2 separate regions of the Sus scrofa genome follow, and region 1 is linked to region 2. The links are chromatin contacts, called in public Hi-C maps. All regions are on one chromosome and are shown on one strand. Each heading gives the region's core, a stretch centred on a gene start, on an enhancer-like site or on the middle of the called end of the contact. The rest is flanking DNA. Distances are from core to core; before and after follow the strand shown.

Region 1 (4,718 bases), core at 1,747-4,246, 230 kb before region 2:
TAAACACTCTCTTTTCGTCTTCTGTTCCATTATGGTTTATCACAGGATATTGACTCTGCAGTGGGACCTGGTCATTTATCTGTTCGGTTTATCATAGGTCACATCTGCCAACCCCAACCTCCCACTCCATCCTCCCCCAGCCCCCTCCCGCTTGGCATCTGCACGTCTGTTCTCTATGTCTGTGAGTCTGTTTCATTTTTTTGTTTGTTTGCTTTTGCTTTTTGGAGCCACACCTGTGGCACACGGAAGTTCCCAGGCTCGGGGTCGAATCGGAGCTACGGCCGCCGGCCTCTACCACAGCCACAACCACGCCGGATCTGAGCCGCATCTGTGACCTACACCGCAACTCACGGCCACGCCGGATCCTTAACCCACGGAGTGAGGCCAGGGATGGAACCCGCCTCCTCATGGATCCTCGTTGGGTTCGTTAACTGCTGAGCCCCAAAGGGAACGCATGTTTCTGTTTTGTAGCTAGGTCCACTTGTGCTGTATTTTAGATTCTGCATGTAAGTGATATCATGTGGTACTTGCCTTTCTCTTTCTGACTTCACGTAGTATGAGAATCTCTGGTTGCATCCGTGTTGTTGCAAGTGCAATTATTTCGTTCCTTTTTATGGCTGAGTAGTATTCCATTGTATAGATATACCACATCTTCTTAGTCCATTCGTGTGTCAATGGACATTTTTTTTAACTCAGTAAATTTTATTACATTTATGGCTGTTCAGTGATCATCACAACCCCATTTACAGCTTTTCCTCAATGGACATTGTGGTGGTTTCTGTGCCTTGGCTGTTGTGAATAGTGCTGCTACGAACACAGGTGTGTGTTTATCTTTTTGAATTATGGTTTTGTGCAGGTATATGCCCAGGTGTATCTCTGTTTTTTGTTTTTGTTCTGTGTGTGTATGTGTGTCTTTTTGCCTTTTCTAGGTCTGCTCCCATGGCATATGGTGGTTCCCAGGCTAGGGGTCGAATTGGAGCTGTAGCCACGGGCCTACACCACAGCCATGGCAACGTGGAATCCGAGCCGCATCCGCACACTACACCACAGCTCACGGCAACGCCGGATCCTTAACCCACTGAGCAAGGCCAGGGATGGAACCCGAAATCTCATGGTTCCTCGTCGGATTCGTTAACCACTGCGCCACGACGGGAACTCCTGTATCTCTGTTTTTTAAAGAAGGCTCCGTGGCAAGAGCAAGCTTTGGGCCTGGACTGCACCCTTTTCGTTCTTTATGTCCCAGACCTCTCTGACCTCTGGAGGCTTATGACTGTCCCTCTGAGTTGTTCATCTCACAATCATGTTTTTTTGAGCAAAACCTGGGTCCTGTGATGTGGGAAAGGATATTTAATACTTGCCTTTTTAGCATATGTTCACATGAGAAAGTGGACAAGGACAGAAAAATGGCCTGACAGTTGGCACGTAACATCACTTCAGTGGAAAGAACAGGTTTTTCTGGCATCAGGAAATTCTGGCTTTTCCCAGACCTGGGATCCTCCCAACCCTTGGGGAGGGGCCGTAAAACCTAAAGGTTAGAGGGGAAGACTCTGGAGCCACTGGCCTGGTTCAGATCCCAGCTCCCCCCACTTTCTGGCTGTGTGACCTTAGGAGGGTTCCTTTCCCTCTCTGTGCTTCAGTTTCTTAATCTGGAAAATGAAAATGCTTCGAACAGTGCCTGGCCCTTAGGAAGCACTTCCTGTCTGAGTTTAACTCATGTTTTAGCGTCAGTCTAACTAGTATTTACTCATATTAACTAGTATTTGTGGGCACGTGCTAAGTGCTCTGGGCTCCCCGTCAGGGGACGGTTTCTCCCGGTCATCTGGGTGACAGCTGTGTGACCAGACACCCCGAAGTCGGGAGCAGGAAACCACCGCTTTGGCTGACAGATGGACAATTCGGGTGAGGCTGGGCAGGGGGGACCCGTCTCTGCTCCCCAAGCTTTCGCATCTGGACTAGGGCTGGAGGATGCACCTCCCAGACGGCACCCTCATGCCCACAGGGCTGGTGGCCCGGGCAGTGGCAGGGCTGGGAGTGTGGCGGTGTGCCCTCCCCAACCCCAGCACAGCAGGGTGGCTGGGTCCTAAGACCAAGGGTCCTGAGGCAGAGCCGGGCAGAAGCTGTACCACCCTCATGACCAGGCCTCCTTGGCCCCCTGGCATCCACTTCCCTGACTCCATCAGGGCCGGTCTCACAATGCCCCTGCCCCTTCCAGCGTCAAGGAGGGGGCCAAGCTGGAACGATCTGGACGCGCGTGTGGCCTGGGAGGGAGCAGTGCGGCCCATTTTGGGAAATATCATCTGTCCTCGCAGCCCGGAGGGTCAGGGCTGGAAGGGTGCTCACAGGTCACCGGGCCTGCACCCCACAGCCCACTGCACGGGGCCGGGGAGCGGGGGGAAGCTGAGGGGCGGAGAGGCGGGCAGGCCGTCCCGGTTCCCTGGCGCTTATCAGGGTGTGCGGAGGGATGGCCTCTCTCCTGCTCGCCCGCCAGCTCCTGGGAGGAGGGGGCCCCGCCGTCTTTGCGGCAGGACCCCCGCCCCTCCCCCAGTGCCCAGCTCAGACGACCGGGCCACCTGAATCCAGCAGACCCCCAGGCCAGGGCCCAGCCGGCCCCTCGGACCTGCCCGTCGCTCTCCCACAGTGACCTGGCCGGTGCTGCATGCAGCCGGTGCTCAATGACTGCTTGGTACCCTGCCCCAGCCTGACGGATGCCAGGGAGCTCAGGTCCTGCCAGGCCAGGGGACCCGGGGTGGCCAGACCCGGCAGACCCATCCGCTTCCAAACTGAGCCCCTTGCCCGCCCCGGGAGTGGAGGGGCCGGAGGTGCTGGCCTGGCTGGACCCCCCACCCACCCACCCCACCCCAGCAGGGACGGGAGGCCTGGCGGGCGGGCTTCCTGAGCCTCCTGCCGGAGGTGTCTCAGCAGCTGCAGGAAGAGCCGGCAGAGCCAGATAAAGGCCCAGCGGGGGCCCTTTCCCAACAAAGGAAGCCAGCAGAGGCCTCTCCTCTCCCGCCTAAACACTCCAAACGCCTTTCAAGCTCTGGGCGGACGGGCGGGCTATTCAGAAGCAAGGGGAGGAGGGAACTGCCGCACAAAATGGGGTGGGAGGTGCCTCCGCCTCCTTCCAGAACCCCGAGGCGGATCCATTTAGTTTCAGAGAAATAAACCCCCCGTGTTCTAGAATATTCCTTCTCGGGGAGCAGGCCCCTCTCTGGGCCCTGCAGGGCACACCCTGGGGAGGGAATTGGAGAGAGGCGAGGGGCCTGGGTGCCCCCCCCCCCGACCCCGCCACCGAGCCACCCCTCACCTCCGGGGGTCTTTGTGTGCCCCGCCTCTCCCTTGATTTACGAGGCTGCCACCCAGCCCGCAGCTCCACCCCCAGCCTCCCGCCGATGATGGGGTGGTTGGGGACAGAGGGGACCCTCCAGACCTCCGTGCTGCCCCACCCCCACCCCAGCCTCGCAGTAGGTGACCCCTGGATCTGCAGGAGGGTGGCGGAGGGCCCCCTGGCCTGGAAGCTTCCGATGAGACAGGCTTCGGTGGTGGGTCCCACCCCTAGTGTGGCCAGAGATTCAGGCGACAGGCTGTTTGAACCTTCGAACTCTGCCCCGTCCCTCCCCACAGCTCCCTGGGCCCCGCGGCAAGAGCTGAGCCTAGGAATGCGACCAACCCTGTTGGAGCCTTCTGCCACCCTTTAGCTGCCAGCAAAGGCTTCGGCTGTTCTGCACCTTGATTTTGTCATCTGTAAAGGGGGCGTTAACACTGCCTGCCTCCCAGGGCTGCTGAGTGAGATTAAGCCCAGAGGTGGCTGCGCCGGATCCATGTCCCTGTGTATACAGGTCTCAGCCCCCCGGGCATCCCCAGGGACCAGGGACAACTCAGGATCATACAGATGGTGTCAGGGCATCCGTCAGCCACTGGACAGAGCAGAACGGCCTGGGCTTCTGGTTGGTGCTAGGCAGTGTTGGAGAGGGGGCCCTGCTGGCCCGGGGACACAGAGTGGCCTGTAGGATGCTACCCAGTCTGGGCACATGCTGGCCCCCAGACCTCAGTCCCCTGGACGGCTGGGGCCTCTCCCGGCAGGGCGGAAACTGCTTGGTAACGAGCCCCAGGGGCGCTCCAGGCGGCTGGGAGAGGGCAGGACGGGGTTTGCTGGTGCCAGGGCTCATTAAGCCTGCCGTTCAGATGGGGATTAGGCGGCAGCCAGCCCACGAGTCCTTGGGTTTGGTTATTAAAGGCTCCTTGCAAGGGAAACGCCAGGCGCTCCCTTTCAAAGCCGCACCTGCTAATCAGAGGGCAAGGAATTCATTAAAACTGTAACTGGGGCTCCCCAGGAACAAGGGCTGGGGGAGGGGGGCTTTGCAGCGTGTGGGCAGAACAAGGGCACAGCTTCCCTCCCTGGCAGGGGGCACACACTCCCCCCCACCCCGTCGTGGGTGTGGCCAGGGGGCGCCAGAGGCCCGTGCTGCAAGGCCCCCTCCTCCAAGGGGCTGTCCCTGAGAGCCCAAGCCTGGACCCCTGGCTCCTCCGCTGTCATATTCCTTTGCTCCTTTGTTTTTTTTTTCTTTTGGCCGCCCCACAGCATATGGAGTTCCTGGGCCAGGGATCAGATCCAAGCCGCGGCTGCGGCCACACTGGATCCTGACCCCACTGTGCTGGGCCGGGAATGGAACCTGCATCCTGGCGCTGCAGTGATGCCGTGATCCTGTGCGCCACAGCGG
Region 2 (5,254 bases), core at 638-3,137:
CCCCCCCCCACAAGCCGATTTCCGGGGCAGCAGGTCTTGTTGGGGTACTTTGAAATGTCCCCAGTTGGCCGGCTGGGCCCTCTCCCGGGATTCTTCCCCTCCTCCCGCTGGAAGGTGGGGGGGCCCAGGTGAGCAGGCTGCCCCTGGGCCTCCCTTGGTGTTACTTCAGCTCAGGCCACGGAAGCGTTGCTCAGCCTGTCTTTACGGGCTGCCTCCTCCTTTGGGGATGGCAGAACCTGAGGCGCAGGCTGCTGCCTGACTCAGCCGCCCTGCCACAGGTGAGGGGGGCCCAGGGCGCAGGCTCCGACTGGCAGCCCGTGTGTCATCTGCGTGCGGCTGCTGGTGGATTGTGCGGGGAGTCACCACCCCGCCCGTCTGCCCCGGGGACTAGGAAGCTGTCTGCAGGCCGGGCTCTGTGATAACAGCTACACGGATGCGTCCCAGTGGCCCCCTATCAGTGCCGTCCTGACCTCTGGGTGAAGGGGGGGTGCTGAGTTGGCCTTGGCCACTTTGTCTACTGCGGCAACATGCGAAGGGGGCCTCGGGAGCCAGCCAGGATTTTCCTTTTGGTGAACCTTAGGGGCGGTGCAGGTCTGGAGCCTGGAGCTGGTGAGCAGCCAGGGCGGTGACCCGGGGTCAGCCCCGCCTTAGGCAGGGAGGCTGGGAAGCCGGTGTCCTGGTTCCAGGCACCGTCATTCTGTGAGGCCGGGCTCCGAGCAGGGCAGCTCGGCCGTCCCCGACGGCGCAGGCCCTGACCTGTGGGGGCCAGCTCACCGAATCCTGGCTTGGCACAGCTGAAGAGGGTTTATAGATGCCCCAAGCTTGCTTTCCTACAGCTGCTGGTGACCAGGCTTCCCTAACCCAGTAAAGCCACAGCTGCCGGGTTCGTGGCCGCGGCCTGGGGAGCTCTCAGAGTTCCCCAGGTGAGTCTCACTTGCAGAGGAGACTGGGAATCAGTTCCCTATTGGGTGAGCACATTGAGGCCCAGAGGCAGGTGGGGGCCGCACCCACGTTCACAGCAAGAAGCAGACCCCTTCAGAAGCTCCAGCACCCTTTGCCAAACCATGTCTATGGCCTTCAGTAACTTCCCGGTCTCAAGGGCAAGGTCAGAGGCTGTAGATCCACCCGAGAGAACCTTGGAACCTTGGGGTTTCGGAGCCAAAGAAGCCTCCTACCCCTGGGTTCAGCATCGCCGGCCAGAGAAGCCAGAGCAAAGCTGGCACAGCGCCACTCTGTGGCATATCTGCGTTCTGCACCTCCCAGCCGGGCACCTCCCCAGCCCACTGGGTCCCCTGATGGCCCTCGACCCTTGGGTAGGCGAGGTCCCTGCTCCCCTGCTCTGAAGGAGGAAGGGCCTCCGGGCTTAGAGCCCCTACCTGAGAGGTGGGTGCCCGCGGCTCCTACTTTGCCAGAGGAACGCAGGTGAGTGAGACCTGGCTGCTAGCGCTCTCTCTCGCCCCGGGAACGCGTAGGGGCTTGTGGAGTCAGCCAGCAAGGCAGGTTTTGCCTGGCCCCATGCGAAGGCTTGGAATTCCCAGTCTGGGTTATTCGAAGTCCACAGCGGGCTGGGGTTGGGTGGTAGCGCGTTAATTACCTGTGTTATGGCAACACAGCAGCCTCTAAACCACAGGGCTGCGTGAAGCCGGCCGGCCCCCCTTGCCCGGCCCCCCTTGCCCGGCGTGCCAGCAGAGCTGTTTTCCCGAGCTGCAGGGATCTGTGTTCCAGGTGACATTTCAGCTTGGCCACTCGCTTCCATTTCTCTCCTCTCTCGTCGAGTGTGGTGCGGGCCGCCGAGCCCCTGGCTCCGCTTCCCCACACTGGCCTTTCTCCCCGATCGAGGCCACAGGCGGGAGGGGACGTGTTCCTGTCAGTGAGAATTTATTGAGCGCCTGCTATGAACCTGGCCCGCGCCGGCTGCTCGGAGGTGTACATGCAGATAAGACCGGAGCGCATCCCGAGCGGCCCTTTGCACGCCTGCCAAACGGCGCGCCGGGGGCCTTTTAATCTCGCCTCTGCAGCTTCGTTCCCCCACCAGCCTCTTGACGTGCGCCTCTGCTCCAGCAGGATGGAACCACAGGCCTCCCTGCTCTGTGCCCTGTCCCTGCCTTTGCTGGGGCTGCTCCTCTGCCTGGCACTCTCCTGTCAGCTGCGAAGCCCGGGGTCCCTGAGACCAACCCCACCCCCCGCCGCCTCTCCCTCCCCAAAGCCTAGAGCACATCCAGAGGGGAAGCTCCTGCAGAGCTGGGCGAAGTGAGAGCAGCCTCCGGAGAGGGTGGGTAGGCCTGGCGGGAACCAGCATGTGCAAGCCTCTATGGAAGAGAGGGCTTCTGGCTGAACTTGAGGCTTTGAAGGGGTCCCCGGGGGACCTGGCGGACTCTGGGAGGGACTTAACTGAGGAAGGAGATGTGGGGGGAGCAGGAAGCCCTCAGACCAGGTGTTCATTCTTGACTACATTTTAGATTCACCTGGGGACTTTTTAAACCCCCAGCCCCCCAGCCCAGGCCGCACCTGTGACCGGTGAAGACCCAAATCTCTAGGGTTGGGGCCCGGGTATCTGAGCTTCCAAAGCCCCAGCTGAGCTCCAAGGGCCTTCTGCTGGGGGTGGGGAGCCGTGGGTGAGGCATCCTCGGTGGAGAGGGGGGGCTGCTGCTTCCTCAGGAGAATTGCGGTCCCACGTGGGAGGCCAGAGTTTGCTGTTGGCCCCAGAGTTGCCCCAGGTGAGCTGCAAGCCCTTCTCCTAAAGGGGCCTTCCCGTGCGGGTTGTGCTTGGATGGGTGGCTTCTCTGTCTCTGGAGCGCTGGCCAAGCCTTCCCTTCCTGGAACCGGTTCCTCCAGCTGGAGGTGTGAGAAGTTGCACGTTGCAGTGGCTTTTTTGGGGGTTGCCAGACTCCTCGTGGGTCAGTGATGGCATAGGCCCTCTCACCGAGGTCGGGGCTGCTGCGCGCCCCCGCCACCCCCAGCTGCTGCCTTCCTGTAGGATGGGGAGGCAGTGGCTTTTTGGAGTCAAGGATTGAGGTGACATAATGCGTGTCACAGGCCCGTGCCTGAACGGGTCAACAAAGAGGAAGGGCCGAAGCCCTCCGGGGGCTGGGGGAAGAGCCCGTGTCTGCTCTTAGTGCCTGTTGGTCTGTCTCTGACCAGGGCAGTCACCTCTGGCTGAACCTGTGTGACTGGCACACTTGCGGGCCTGGGTTTTCTCTCTAAAGGAGGAATGGCCGTGGCGCCCACGTTGTTGGGCTGTAGAGGGTTAACCGCGTTCTTATAGAGCGCTCAGAGCAGCGCCTGGCACGGAGGGCACTCGTGGTGGGGTTTGTCAGGAAGCGCGCCAGGTCATCCCCGACTTGGTGGCTCTAGGAGTCCTGGGATTTTAACCGAGGACACCGGAAGGCTCGGTCCACTGCCCTCTGTGGCCTCCCAGGGGCTCCCTGGAGCCCCCACTGACCCTCCCCCTGGTGAGGCTGCAGGAACCAAAGGGTTCTTCTGGGGCCTGGCCCACTACCAGGGTCTTGGACACGCATGGACGCGCATACCCACCCCTCTGGGGGGACTTGCTGCCCCCTGCCCCACCCTGTGGTGGTGGGTGGGATTGCTGGTGGTGCCTCTTCTAGCCCTGCCCTTCCTGTCCAGTTGGCACATCTGTGCCCGCAGGCAGCAGCAAAAGGTTTCCTTCCATCAGTTGGCTTTTGGTCAGGGAGGGCCCTATCGACATTGGCAGGTGGAGGCTTCTGAAGGAAAATCCATGTGTCAAAAGCTGAGGAGAATCAGGCCTGCAGGCGGAGTGGGTGGGGCCTCCTTAGGGCCCCCCCGGGCGTCTCCACCATCTCCCCCCCCACCCCCAGCTGAGCTAGGGCCCCAGGCGCCCCCTGCTGTGCCACCGGCCTGTTTGGGGACAGGAAGGATGAGATGTCCTGGGGTGGTTCTCACTCTGTCCTCTTGTTCCCTGAGGGTCTGGCTGGCAGGGTCGGGATTACCCTGTTTGGCCATCAACTGGGAGAAACAGGAGCTCATCTGTCTGCCTCCTCTCGCCCCACGGGGGCTCACGCTGCTGCCCCCCACCAGACATCCGTGAAGGATAAAACCCAGGGGCAGGAACGGATTCTTCCTGCCAGATTTCTGGGGTCCGTTTATCTTTGAATGTATTTGTGTAGCTTTTTTACGTCGGCTGTGTGGTCTCTCTCCCTTCACTTAGGCACAGAGGGACGTGCTAGACCAGACGACGGCCAAGTTGAATACAGGTCAAGGTGAAATTCTCCATCAGATGGGAACACTGGAGGGACTTCTGCATCCCAGAGGTGGCAGGCCTGTGTGACTGCCCCCTGCCACTTCGTGGGGCGGTGGGGTGGGGGGAAGAGGTGAGCTGCCCTCATTTCACAGGATGAGAAAACTGAGGCTCAGAATCGGCCCCTGAGGCTCTGTCCTCGGGGCCCCGTTTAGAGGGGCTCTTGAGAAGGATTTCTGGCCGACCCTGCTCGGGCTCGCGGGGGAAGGGAAGTGTGGGCTGCGATTGTCTGTTTTAGATCAGATTGATGGCTGGGCCTTTCTTTTCTGGACACAGAGACGTAGCTTTTTGGAAATAGTTGTCTCGTGAGACTCTAAGACGCGGGAGGGCTTCCTTGGTGGCACTGCTAGTGCCGGGAGCCTGTCACCTGGGCACAGGGAGTGGGTTGTAACCACATAGCCGGTTTCCAAGTTGAAGCTTGCAGGACTGCATCACCTTCCTCCTCGCGCGGTGCTGTGTGTCGTGGGGTGTCTGGGCCGGGCTTCTTCCAGCCTGGGCCCCGGAGGCCCCCCGCCGTTTGGTGCTGCCGTGTTCCCAGTTCCCACGGGCGTGTTCTCACTTCATGACAGTGACCCATCTGTGATCCCTTGAATAGGTCTTGGGAGGGGAAAAGGCCGGGTGTGATGTCTTGATGTCCTGCATCATTAAAAACGTTGCCGGGAAAGGGAGGTCCCGTCATGGCGCAGTGGTTAACGAATCCGACGAGGAACCATGAAGTTGCGGGTTCGATCCCTGGCTTTGCTCCTTGGGTTAAGGATCCGGCGTTGCCGTGAGCTGTGGTGTAGGTTGCAGATGCGGCTCGGATCCCACGTTACTGTGGTTCTGGTGTGGGCCAGCGGCTACAGCTCCGATTCGACCCCTAGCCTGGGAACCTCCATATGCCGTGGGAGCGGCCCTAGAAAAGGCAAAAAGACAAAAAACAAAAACAAAACACACACGTGGCCAGATTCCTCCAGAAAGAGTTGTGGGGACTCG

The links. A called contact is a pair of places that touch in the nucleus more often than the background predicts.
Region 1: a Hi-C map of fetal liver shows a contact between it and region 2, with 2.1 times the contacts expected there. The contact joins two enhancer-like sites. A contact is called at or near these places in 1 of 5 promoter capture datasets (liver), 11 of 47 Hi-C or Micro-C datasets (alveolar macrophages, brain, embryonic fibroblasts and 7 more) and 1 of 2 datasets of contacts at active chromatin or transcription factors (skeletal muscle).

Annotation. Positions count from the first base shown.
Region 1 is chr6:3,524,614-3,529,331 of Sscrofa11.1, reverse strand. All of the region lies in intron 1 of GSE1 (genetic suppressor element 1), which reads left to right. Among named protein-coding and RNA genes, the nearest start is that of GSE1, 130 kb to the left of the region's middle. Within about 2 kb of position 2,996, at least 33 of the 83 cell types and tissues checked have an H3K27ac peak or open chromatin away from gene starts, as enhancers often do. A contact at or near this core is called in fetal liver, where this site is marked.
Region 2 is chr6:3,290,849-3,296,102 of Sscrofa11.1, reverse strand. The region is part of intron 2 of GSE1 (genetic suppressor element 1); the gene reads left to right. Among named protein-coding and RNA genes, the nearest start is that of GINS2, 75 kb to the right of the region's middle. Within about 2 kb of position 1,887, at least 2 of the 83 cell types and tissues checked have an H3K27ac peak or open chromatin away from gene starts, as enhancers often do. A contact at or near this core is called in fetal liver, where this site is marked.